2 separate regions of the Pan troglodytes genome follow, and region 1 is linked to region 2. A link is a contact called in public HiChIP or PLAC-seq data. All regions are on one chromosome and are shown on one strand. Each heading gives the region's core, a stretch centred on a gene start, on an enhancer-like site or on the middle of the called end of the contact. The rest is flanking DNA. Distances are from core to core; before and after follow the strand shown.

Region 1 (6,352 bases), core at 3,701-6,200, 240 kb before region 2:
GACCTTGTCTCAAATAAAATAGAAGTTTAAATCAATATTCTAAGGTCATTTATCCCTTTCATTTTATTTCAGAAATAGGTAAATGCAGAAATTCAATCTGTCACTAACAAAGTTACTTTGTACCATATATTTTTTGCGGAGTAAAATTACCAGTTCCAACTTTAAAGTTTCTGAAGGATGCTTTCCCCATCTTTAGCCCCTCCCTTCATCTAATACAGCTTAGTCATAACCACCAAAGCCAAATAATTTTTAAACCTAGATCCTTCCTTCCTTCCCTCCTTCCCACTTACTCATGTATTTATTTATTCAGACTCAGGGTTCTACTGTGTCATCCAGCAGTGGCGTGAACATGGCACACTGCAGCCTCAACTCCTTGGCTGAAGCCATCCTCTGACCTTAGCCTCCTGAGCAGCTGGGATCACACAGGTGCCCGCACTACCACAGCTGTGTTTTTTTTTTTTTTTTTTTTGGAGAGACAGGGTCTTGCCATGTTGTCCAGGCTGGTCTCAAACTCCAGGGCTCAGGCCTCATACCCACTTTAAAATCAACACATCTGTCCGGGTGTGGTGGCTCACGCCTGTAATCCCAGCACTTTAGGAGGCCAAAGCAGGAGGCTCACTTGACCCCAGGAGTCTGAGACCAGCCTGCGCAACACAGGGAGACTTCTCTCTTTCAAAAGAATTGTTTCGGCCAGGCGCGGTGGCTCACGTCTGTAATCCCAGCACTTTGGGAGGCCAAGGCGGGAGGATCACGAGGTCAGGAGATCAACACTATCCTGGCTAACACAGTGAAACTCTGTCTCTCCTAAAAACACAAAAAATTAGCCAGGTGTGGTGGCACGTGCCTGTAGTCCCAGCTACTCAGGAGGCTGAGGCAGGAGAATTGCTTGAACCTGGGAGGCAGAGGTTGCAGTCAGCCGAGATCGTGACACTGCACTCCAGCCTGGGTTACAAACAAAAAAACACTAGTAAAATTCTAAATTCAAAGATTATAAAAATAAGTACCATTTTTTGTTTGTTTTTTGAGACAGAGTCTCGCTCTGTCACCCAGGCTGGAGTACAGTGACACAATCTCGGCTCACTGCAACTTCTGCCTCCCAGGTTCAAATGATTCTCCTGCCTCAGCCTCCAGAGTAGCTGGGTCTACAGGCACGCATAACCACACCTGGCTAATTCTTTTGTATTTTTAGTAGAGACAGGGTTTCACCACGTTGGCCAGGCTGGTCTCGAATTCCTGACCTCAGGTGATCCGCCCGCCTCGGCCTCCCAAAGTGCTGGGATTACAGGCGTGAACCACCGCACCCAGCCTTCTTCCTCATTTCTTGTTAACAATTTTAACATAAACTGACAAACCTGATCACCGAAATACAACATTCAAAGGCTTTAGCAGAAAAAGACTGAATTGCAGTCAGTGAATCAAATTAGTAAAAATGTTTACTTTATCATCATTTTAATCCTGAAAGTGACATTAAGAGTTTTATCTTGTATTAAAATACAGTTTACCTCCCAAAAGATTTTTTTTTTTCTCCTTCCTTTCTGACTGAGAAGTTGAGCAGAGACAGATGCCCAACCCCAGCTTCCACCAGCTTCCTGCTGAAAATCAAGAGCAAGGCAGCCCACCAAGCGGCCCCGGCAGGATTCTGGCCATTCCCCACTACACATGGGTTGCCACTGACTGCTTCATTTGGACCCCATGGTGAGCAACTCCCTCACGCTTGTCTTGAAACACACATGTAATAAGCGTTTAGTGTTAGTAATAGTGTGTTACTAAAATGAAGATTCAAGCTGACAGCAGGGGAGGTGGATTCCAAAAATCACAGTTAATTACCAAAGCCGCTAAGCCAAGTTATTCAAATGTCTTATTACCAAGGTATAGCCATAAAACTTACTGCTCCAGGCTATAATACCTTCAAACTCTTCAAGTTTTAAAGACACATTATACATAGGATTCTGCCAACTGGAGGCTATCTACCAACTTGTGAGTTGTTCCATCATGAAGGAGGCAAATGGTAGGTCACAAGACTCTGGGTCTCATTGAGAAGTATAAAAACTTACCAAGCAGTGAAGGGTATTGGAGAGAGAAAAACAGGATTTTAAAATGAAGATTCCAAACCACTGCCTACCAATTTGGCACAGCAAGTCGGGCAAATACACACTCAACGACAGTCACTGGGGTCAGAGTAAAAAGAAATGGATTTAAATTAAAGATGGAAAGACTTAAATCAGACTTAAAGAAAAACCTCTTGATGTAAATTGCTAAGCACCTACGGGAGATAACCAAATCTACCTGTTACCACTAATCTATCAACTAACAAGCCTCCAGCTAAGCGTTACTGTGCTGATATATATTAGGAAATAAGTACCCAAGGCATAGAAAAATAGCTGACACAGAGAACCAAGCCATAATGTAATATTAATAAACATTTGACCCTTTACCACCTCTAACACGTGGCACCACCAGGAATATTCATCCATGCCTCACCATTCAGGGAAGGTAAGTGAGCTCACTCAGGAAGTGCCACCGTCTTCCAGGTCACTGGTAAGGACAAACTGCCTGCTGCGTCTACCTTCATTCAACAGACCTCGACCAAATCGCATCCGAAAGCCGGCTATGTGCTTGGAACTTACTGAGCAGCTATGGAGTTTGGCTTTCAGGAACTCTGGGTCCAGTCCTTACAACCAAAAGTGCAATACAGGGCGATGAGAACTTCTATTGCTACATTCTCCTAGCAATAAAGAAGACAAACCCCCAGGTGACTCTATTATTTTCTTCTTAACAGTGCTTTACTATAGTATTCAAGGGTTTCCAAACACTTCATTTCCAGCTTCTCTTAAGCATAATGCGTGCCTATTGACTCTCGACTGTGCCATCAAACGTTAAAACAGAACCTGTCGTTTCATTTCTAGCTTTCTATGGCTACCTCTATCAAAAGTTGGGCATGGAGATACCTCAGTCTGGCTGGGGCGGTTGCTCACGCCTGTAATCCCAGCACTTTGGGAGGCCGAGGGGGGCGGATCACCTGAGGTCGGCAGTTCGAGACCAGCCTGGCCAACATGGTGAAACCCCCGGTCTCTAATAAAAATACAAAAATTAGCTGAGAGTGGTGGCTCATGCCTGTAATCCCAGCTACTCGGGAGGTTGAGGCACAAGAATCGCTTTAACAGAGGAGGCAGAGATTGCAGTGATTGGAGACTGCGCAACTACACTCCAGCCTGGGCGACAGAGTGAGACTCTGTCTCGAAATAAAAGAGATACTTCAGTCTGACATACCACAATCAACTACAATGTAATTGGAGGGAAGAGCCGATGTTGGATGGCTATCACACGTGGCTTCACACTGTTCTTTTTCTTCTCTGGCTGGGTACGGCCTGAGGATGACTGCCCTCCAACAACTGAGGATGCTGCAGGAGGACCAGCCCAGCACCTGTCTCCGTCCCCTGCACTGTGTGGCCGGCTCTGCCGATTCTCCCCCGCTTCGGCATCACCTGCCACTTCTTCTCAATCTTAAGCCACTAAGAATGATCAACACCAGACCGTTAAAACATAAACCAGTATGGGCCACTAAATAATTCGTAAATATTTCAAAATGTATTTCAAAACCGACTTTGTATTGTCAAAACATTATAATCTAGCCAGGCCAAGTTTTAATAAACAGTAACACCCATCATCACTACTGGGTAAAGAGCTTCAACAGGGCCTACCTGGACACCAAGTCTAGAGCCTCGTTTCCAATTAAAAAAAAATGGGTAAGCCCCAAATGTGCATTAAAAATTAGTTTGGCCATTTACTAAGAAGTCCTTCAAAGCATTTCCAAGTATTCAGAGTTCCAGTACTTTTCTGAAAGGAAGGGTGATCTTTCTGGTACTGGTTTGCATAATTATGCCTAAAAAATGTCATCTTGAATTTTCAATGAAAAGAGTCTTAAAATGTTCAGGCGAGTGGAGAAAATGGTGATCCGCTGGCGTTAGAAGTTGACAGAGAGGCTCTCAGTACAAACTGTATCTGAACATGTTCCTTACAAATTAAGATCTGCACCGGGGGCTGGGGGCTTTGAGAAAACTAATCACATTTGAATCCGGTCCACACAGCTTGAAGGCGGAGGTGCGGGGCAAAGCGCGGCGGGGAAGAAACACCAGCAACTCGGCGGCCCCCGCCTCGCCGCAGATCACGTGCCCGGCGCCCCCTCCCGCACGGCCGGGGGCGGGATGGAGACGCGGCCTCCCGCGCGCCTTCCGCACTCCCCTCCGCGCCCCAAACCCAGGGTTAGGGGTGGTCTCGGGTAACCATCCCCAGGGCGGCGGGGGGGGAACTGCGCGGGTTCAGAGTCCTCAGCAGCCACCACTGACGCCCCGCCGCCCCCGGCTCCCCGCGCACCCCGCCGGTCCGTCCTGCGGCGGCGGCGGTAGGGGCCGCGTCTACGTGGCGCGGTCGCGGCGAGGCGGGGACTGGGACGCGGGGACCGGGAAGCGGGGACTGGGGCGCGAGGAGGGGCGGCTCAACCCGCGCCGCCCCGGAGGGTCCCGGCCTCCAGCAGGACAGCCCCGGGCCCGCGCCGCCCCGGAGGGTCCCGACCTCCAGGAGGACAGCCCCGGGCCCGCGCCAAGGGAAGCCCCCAGGCACAGACACTCACCGCCAGCCCCGGAGGGACGCCTGCGAGGAGCCCGGCCCGCGCCCACTTACCTGCAGCGGCTCCGCTCCCGGCCAGCGGGCGGCTGAGGGCAGGCGGCGGCTGGACTGCGACGGCTAGGACCCGCCAGGGAGGGAAGCCGAGGGGGCGGGGCCGGTCGGGGGCGCGCGCGGGGTCGGAACGCCCGCAGCCGCCGCTGCCTTGGAAGCCGCCTGGGCCGCAGCTGAGTCGGGCGGCCCTCATGAATGGGACGCGGCGGCTGCGGCGGCCGAGCCGGCAGCTGGCGGGCGGGCAGCGCGCAGGCCCCGCCCCAGCCACGTGACGCGCGCTCCCGGCCGCGCGCCGCGCCCCCGCCGCCGAGCGGCAGGCGTGCGGCTTCTTACCGCTCCCAGTCCCTGGGCTGCGGGCCCGGGCCCCTGGCCAAGTGAGGGCGGGGCCTCGATTTTCTAGTGCCTCGGGCGACAGGAGCCTTACTTTGTTTTAAAAAAAAAAGTTTCTTCCGGTCCCCATGGCAACCCTGCGGCAGGTCACGTGGGACTGAGAGCCCAATTGCCAAAAAGGAATATTAAAGTGCAAAAAAAGTCTAGGGAATGAATGTTTTATAATCCCCTTTTGATCACTAGCAGCACATCTCCTTTGCTTACTTACATCTCCACCAAAAAAAAAAAAAAAATCTATTACACAACTCATTTTTAAAAATATGCCGGGGTTCTGTTGTTGTTTTTTGTTTATTCTTTTTATCGCTGTGTTACCCCGGCTGGTCTCCAACTCCTGGGCTCAAGCATCCTCGCCCCTCGGCCTCCCAAAGTACTGGAATTACAGGCATGAGCCACCGTCCCCAGCATTAAAATATACTTTTTAAGAAATGAGTGGCTCACGCCTGTAATCCTAGCACTTTGGAAGGCCGAGGCAGGCGGATCACTTGAGGTCAGGAGTTCAAGACCAGCCTGGCCAACATGGAGAAACCCCCGTCTCTACTGAAAATACAAAAAACCAGCCGGGCGTGGTGGCGCGTGCCTGTGATCCCAGCTTCTCAGGAGGCTGAGGCAGGAGAATCAGTTGAACCCGGGAGGCGGAGGTTGCAGTGAGCCGAGATGGCGCTATTGCACTCCAGCCTGGCGACAGAGAGACTCCGTCTCAGAAAGAAAAGAAATGGGGCCCGGCGCGGTGGCTCACGCCGGTAATCCCAGCACTTTGGGAGGCCAAGGCGGGTTGATCGCCTGAGGTCAGGAGTTGGAGACCAGCCTGGCCAACATGGCAAAACCCCGCCTCTACTAAAAATACAAAAATTAGCCGGGCATGTTGGCGCGCCTGCAATCCCAGCTACTTAGGAGGAAGAGGCGGTGGAATCACTTGAACCCAGGGGGCGGAGGTTGCAGTGAGCCGAGATTGCGCCACTTCACTCCAGCCTGGGAGCGAAACTGTCTCAAAAAAAAAAAAAACAAAAAAAACTGGATTGCTGGTGCTATATACTATTGGTGCACACTGGTTTTTAATTTGCAGCCTATTCTATTACTATTCTATGATTGAAAGTAATGAACAGAAGCCTATGTTACTTCTATATAAATGCCAGTTAATTTATGAGGTGCATCTTGTGTGTGATCATTTATACAGTGCTAAGGGTACTGAAATAGGCATTTGCATACACAAAGCTGCTCCGTGAAGGATCCAGCTGCAGCCGAGTTTCTTCCCACCAGTGCCTGGTGTAGCTGGGCAGTGCTTGGA
Region 2 (6,107 bases), core at 2,466-4,965:
AACTGTAAGTCCATTAAACCTCTTTCTTTTGTAAATTACCCAGTCTCAGGTATGTCTTTTTTTCTTTTCTGAGATGGAGTCTTGCTCTGTAGCCCAGGCTTGAGGGCAGTGGCATGATCTCGGCTCACTGCAACCTCCGCCTCTCAGGTTCAAGTGATTCTCCAACCTCAGCCTCCTGAGTAGCTGGAATTACAGGCACGCACCACCACGCCCAGTTAATTTTTGTATTTTTAGTAGAGATGGGGTTTCACCATGTTAGCCAGGCTAGTCTCGAACTCCTGACCTCAAGCGATCCAGTCACTTTGGCCTCCCAAAGTGCTGGGATTACAGGCATGAGCCTCTGCGCCTGACCTCGTGTATGTCTTTATCAGCAGAATGAAAACAGACTAATACTGCCAGATAATTTATTATCTATATAATCCTTATTCCTTTTTTTGTTTGCTTTATTCATATTCTCTGTTCTTACATCTCATTTAGTATTTTAATTTTTCTAAGCATGTATCTATTTAACTTATTTTTTCAAATTTTCTAGTATGGAAGTAATAAGTATCCCCAAATACCCTTAATTCAATTTCACATAATTTTTTATCTCATTTATCATCCCTGACTTTAATGATAATTCTGACTAAAGTTTTTAAAAAAGCAATTCTTTATATATGTAGAATCTTCTATATCTTTGTAATATATTATTTGTAGTTTTGGTGCTCTAAAATTAATTATTATACAGATTTATGTAAATGCTTATTCATTTAAAAGAAAGGAGCTCCTCCTACTGTTTTCCTGAATTAAAGGATTAATGCTAATTGTTACATCATAAATATTTCATGTATGAAGAATTAGAATTCCATGTATGTAGGCAAAACCAGAATGTAAGCCATGTCTCTTAACATTCAATAGTTTCTTACATGCAATAAAAATTGCAAGTGATCCATATAAAATCATTGACTTAGGTTGTAAATATCAAGGATCCATTCTGCTATGCTTCCTTGCTGTTGTTTGGGTAACGAAATTTTCCTACTTTGGACCAAAGGAGAAAGCACAGTACAGTAAAATAAAATATGGGCTTTGGGCTGGGCCACTTACTAGCTATGTGCACTTGAACAATTGACCAGTTACCATGTATTTACCGGCACCTGTGGATATTAGGCATTGTATTAGGAGTTAGAGATATGTGGATAAATATCCACATATTTACTGTTTTCCTTTCTATTCTACCCCCGGACAATCAGAGACAGGATTTATAACCCAGGTTCTTTCATTACCTTTTGGGAAACCTGTGCAGATCATTCAAGTATTTGAGCTTGTGTCCCAATCAATGAAACGGAGGTAATAATATCTATCTCACAGGGTTGTTGTAAGAATTATATATTAGAAATGTTTATATAGAATACCTAGCACATAATAGGCACAGATAATAATAACTGTTCATTCCATTTTTTTCTCCCTTTAGATCTCACTTGGGGAAAAAAAACACCACCACCTTACTCTGAGGCAGGAGCAATGGATAGTGACCTTGTAGAAATTATAGTACTCCCAAAATAATTGATTACTATAAATATTGAGTTTCCAAATGATTAGTGCTGGGTTTTCTCAACCTAAGCACTACTGACTTTTTGGGCTGAATAACGTTCTGTTGTCGAGGGCCGTCCCGTGCATAGTAGGATGTTTAGCAGCATCCCTGGCTTCTCCCCACTAGATGCAGTATCTGTCCCGTTTGTGAAAAGCAAAACTGTCTCTCCAGACATCGCCAAATGTTCCTTCAGGGCAAAACCCAACCACCACTCCTCCACTATTGAGAACCACTGCAATAGTGGATCATAAGCTCACATTTAGTGGGCCTTGAGAGGTATTCTAGAAATTAAATGACATAGAATTTGCTATGGACTGAATTGTGTGTCCCCTCCCTGCCAAATTCATATGTTGAAGGCCTAACCCCCAGTGTGACTGTATCTGGAGATATAATTAAAATATAATTAAGGTTAAATGAAGTCATAACGGTCGGCCCTAATTCCATTAACACTGAAGGCTCATAAGAAGAGGAAGAGATCCCAGCCATTTGGGAGGCACAGACGGGCAGATCACTTGATGTCAGGAGTTTGAGACCAGCCTGGCCAACATGGTGAAACTCTGTCTCTACTAAAAGTACAAAAAAAGAGGCCAGGTGTGGCGTCTCATGCCTGTAATCCAAGCACTTTGGGAGGCTGAGGCGGGTGGATCACCTGAGGTCAGGAGTTGGCAACCAGCCTGGCCAACATGGTGAAACCCTGTCTCTACTAAAATACAAAAAAAAAAAAAAAAAAAAATTAGCCAGGCGTGGTGGCACATGCCTGTAATCCCAGCTACTTGGGAGGCTGAGGCACAAGAATCACTTGAACCTAGGAGGCAGAGGTTGCAGTGAGCTGAGATCGTGCCACTGCACTCCAGCCTGGGCGACAGAGTGAGACTCCATCTCAAAAAAATAAGTAAATAAAAGTAAAAAAATAAAAATACAAAAAAAAAAGATTTTAAAAAGGAAAAAAAAAAAAAGAGGAAGAGAGTGAGATCTCTCTGCCACATGAGAACACAGGGAGAAGGCGACTGACTATCTGCAAGTCAGGATGAGGGCCTTCAATCGAATTGGCCAGCACTTTGATCTTGGACTTCCCGGCCTCCAGAAGTATAAGAAATAAATTTCTGTTGTTTAAGCCACCCAGTGTGTAGTATTTTGTATGGCAGCTAAAGCAGACTAATAACAGAATTGAAAAGAACAGAATAGAAATCCTTGAAAAACATTATAGGTAGTCAAGTATTTCTTAGTGAAATAAATTTCTTACTATGAGTATTGGTCAAAAGATTGAGGGAGGATGGCTTGAACCTGGGAGATGGAGGCTGCAGTGAGCTGTGATCGAACACAGCACTCCAGCCTGGGCAATAGAGCAAGACCCTGTTTCACTCTATTTGGAGCAGAATTCAAGTCTCCAAACTTTTAGTAAAAACGTGAGAAGGAGATTATCACATGGAGGCAAAGATCTCCCATAGGGTCCAAAGGATAGAAATATCAGAGTCAGAGGCCTTTGATGGTGGGTCCAGTCATGAAAACTGAATATCAAAATACTAGGTGGACATTTGAAGAACATTTTATCGAGATGCTATTTTTCCACATTGGTTGACTAACCGTTTTTAAATCCATAGTTGTGGAATGAATAAATGAATGAATGAACACAGACTACACAATTCCTGTTCATCTTCAATCAGCCAGGCCCTCTGATCACCTCCAGACAATCAGGCATGCTGCTCCCTCTGCCTGGCATCTCCCTCTCCTTTTCTTTCCCCACTGAATTAATTCTAGAATTAGCTCTTTAACATCCCCTGGAGGACACCTTCCACTAGTTCCCAGACAAGTTTACTCTTCGTTTGTGCTCCTTCAATAGGCCCTAACTAACTGTACTGTAATTATTATATCTGTTCCACCCTTGTTCCCTGATACTCCGCTAACTCCGCATTCTTTCTATTCCCCCCGCCCCCATCCCCAAGGTAGCAACAACTATGTTCTGCTCCAGAAAGCATAAGCCACAGCCCCCACCACAGTGCTTGGCAATGCGGTTGCTGTTTAATACCTGCTGACTGAGTGGAAGGAAGACAAGACAATTACCTGACTCAAAGAGAAGCAAAAGAATGCTGCCTTCAAGCTGAGGGGAAGACTGAACTGTCCGTTTCTTTCTGCTCTAAAGTGTCCTCTGGAGAGGACGCTGGCGGAGCTGGTGCTCTCGTGGTGGCAGGCCACCACCCTGTGGAGGTGTCCATGCATTGCAAGTGCTCGCAAGCTCCAGGAACAAACGCATCCGCGCAGCCGTCTGGGGTTTGTCCCGTCGCTGCCAGCCGTCTCGCTGAGTCCCCGCCCTCGCCGATAAGAGCCCACTTAGGACCCCCATTACATGGATGACTTCCCAGGACCTGCCCTTAAAGACTCTGATTTAGTAGGTTGGAAATGACGCAATTATTTTTATTTTTAATTAGTACCCCAAGTCATTCTTTACCATCAAGGAAGTTTGGGAAACAAATCACGTTTGTTTCAATCACCTGTGGAACTGGAGCAGTTATTTTTTTCCCCAGTGACTTTACCACGAAGTTAACTTTGGAATATGTTAGTGGTTAATACACGGAACGTTCCCGAGATCCCTCAAGAAAGAAGCTACGAATACTTAGAAGACACTATTCCGCAGCGTTTACAGTAACACTGTCCGTTCCAGAAGGATTCAAGTGACGGCCTCCTTTGAAGGCGAAGACCACAGGGCAACCCAAACTTCAGAAGGGTTCTGGCCACGGGAGCCACACTGGTCACTGTCCCCTAGTGCTGGGATGACGGCTCGAGTGTTAGAGGATCCCACTCACTCCTCTGGTAGATGAGGTCAGAGAGCTGAGGGGGCCAGAACAAGTCTTCCTTATCGGATTCTGGGCGGAAAAAGATAAAGTCGGGGAGGACTTTCTCTTTTTAATAAGATTCATTGTTACGAATTGTTCTAGGCAAGCAGACCTCAGGAGAAACAGGCCCAAGTTTTGATTCCTGTTTTCACCAAGCCGCAAGTCCTAATCGTAGCAAGAGGTGCGGGGAAGAGTCGCCTTCCTTCCTGCATAGTGGGATCCAAGTCAGGCTGTCCTTGTTAGCCAGGGTCAAAGGGGCTCTGCCAGGGAAAAACGACGGCAAATGTTTTTCAAGAGGAAGTCTCCAGCCACTTGTGACCTGGGAAATCCGTCTGGGCCAAAAAGATAGTGGACGCTTGGCTGAGGGCCCCAGGGACATACGTTTCCTCCCGTATGGAGGGGGCGGGACTCTTCATAAAATTACACTGCACACAGAGCTAGCATCAAGATCCGCTCCCGGGATACGCGAACTGCTCCGGGGCCCTCAGGCGGAGACCCAGACCCCGCGCGCGGCGTCAAGCGCAGGCGCACTACCGCCCACAAGCTGGAGCCCGGCTTCGGGGCGGGGCGATGGTCAGTCACGTGGGCCCGCAGCCCTCTCCTCGATTTCCCTACAAGGACTTGGGCCGACGGGCCCCGCCCTTCGCCGTGCCTTGGAATGTGCGGCCAGGCAAAGCCACAGGACGGACGCAACCATCTGCGGAAAGGATGGGGGGAGGAAGACTTAACACTGCAACAACAGGTACAAAAAAGAAGGAAACTCAGTAACAGGACCCAGAGAACCATTATATATTGCTCTATATTCTAGGTCGCCCACTTTACACTTCCTTCTCATGCGCTTGGTCAATACCGCGCCCGCTGACCACACTGGCGACTTCCCTCTCTGTCGCCCCTCCGTGAAGCCAGACCCACTCTGCGGGCCAAGAAAGGTGACCGGGCTTCCTTCCGGCTTGCTAAGTAGAGGCCGGAAGCAGTGGTTTTTAGCGGCTCTCTGGGTAGCAGGGTGGTGTGATAGCGGCAGCGAGGGGCTCGCAGAGGTGCTCGGATTCTCGTAGCTGTGCCGGGTGAGTGGCGCTCGCGTTCGGGCGCGTGAGACCCATCCCGGGGACCCGTCTCCGCAGGGCAGCTGGAGGGCGGCGGGGCTCCTGGCGCCGGTAGCGCACCTGGGCAGGTGTGCCAGCCTGGTCCTCGGTTCTGGGATCCGAGGCCATGGCTTGGAGTGGCCCAGACCCGAACTTCGCTCCTGTGCCCAAACTTGGAACTCTGGAAATGTGGCTTCGCTCACTGGCGCCTTGAGCTTGGGCGACTGCCGGGCCAGCGAAACCCGACCCCTGCAGAGCTGACTCCGGGACTATTTTAGTTTCTAACGTCAACTTGCCCGATTCAAGAGGGTTTGCGCAAAAAACGTAGCCCATTGTCCCCCTGCTGCAGCTGTTGTTGCAGCTGTGTGGCTGCGTTTAGTAGGAATAAGCAACTCAAATTGGGAAGTTCTTCAGCTCAGTATCCGCTCCTGTAATTAGAACTTTTTTTCTTTAAGCGATGAAATTTCGGACAGAGAGATCTGGAGTTTAGTTTGTGACTCGAAGAAAAACTCCAAAATGTAATACCTTGTCCCATTTGGGGGGAAAGTTTGGGCTAATTCAATTCGCCATGAAAGTGTCTTCTTTTTAAAGTAGTTTAGTAGGTATATGAATGTATCTGTCAGT

The links. HiChIP or PLAC-seq counts read pairs in DNA pulled down with a chosen protein or histone mark.
Region 1: a contact with region 2 is called in an H3K4me3 HiChIP or PLAC-seq map of stem cell-derived excitatory neurons, with 4 times the contacts expected there. The contact joins the promoter of LPIN2 here to the promoter of MYOM1 in region 2. A contact is called at or near these places in 1 of 7 Hi-C or Micro-C datasets (stem cell-derived neural progenitor cells) and 1 of 1 datasets of contacts at active chromatin or transcription factors (stem cell-derived excitatory neurons).

The regions. Positions count from the first base shown.
Region 1 is chr17:27,882,661-27,889,012 of NHGRI_mPanTro3-v2.0_pri, reverse strand. It overlaps LPIN2 (lipin 2), which reads right to left and starts at 4,950. Exons shown (of 21, transcript XM_016933402.4): 1 at 4,681-4,950.
Region 2 is chr17:27,642,427-27,648,533 of NHGRI_mPanTro3-v2.0_pri, reverse strand. It overlaps MYOM1 (myomesin 1), which reads right to left and starts at 3,715. Exons shown (of 39, transcript XM_024350980.3): 1 at 3,632-3,715. It overlaps MYL12A (myosin light chain 12A), which reads left to right and starts at 5,018. Exons shown (of 4, transcript XM_512041.8): 1 at 5,018-5,143. The coding sequence starts at 5,060.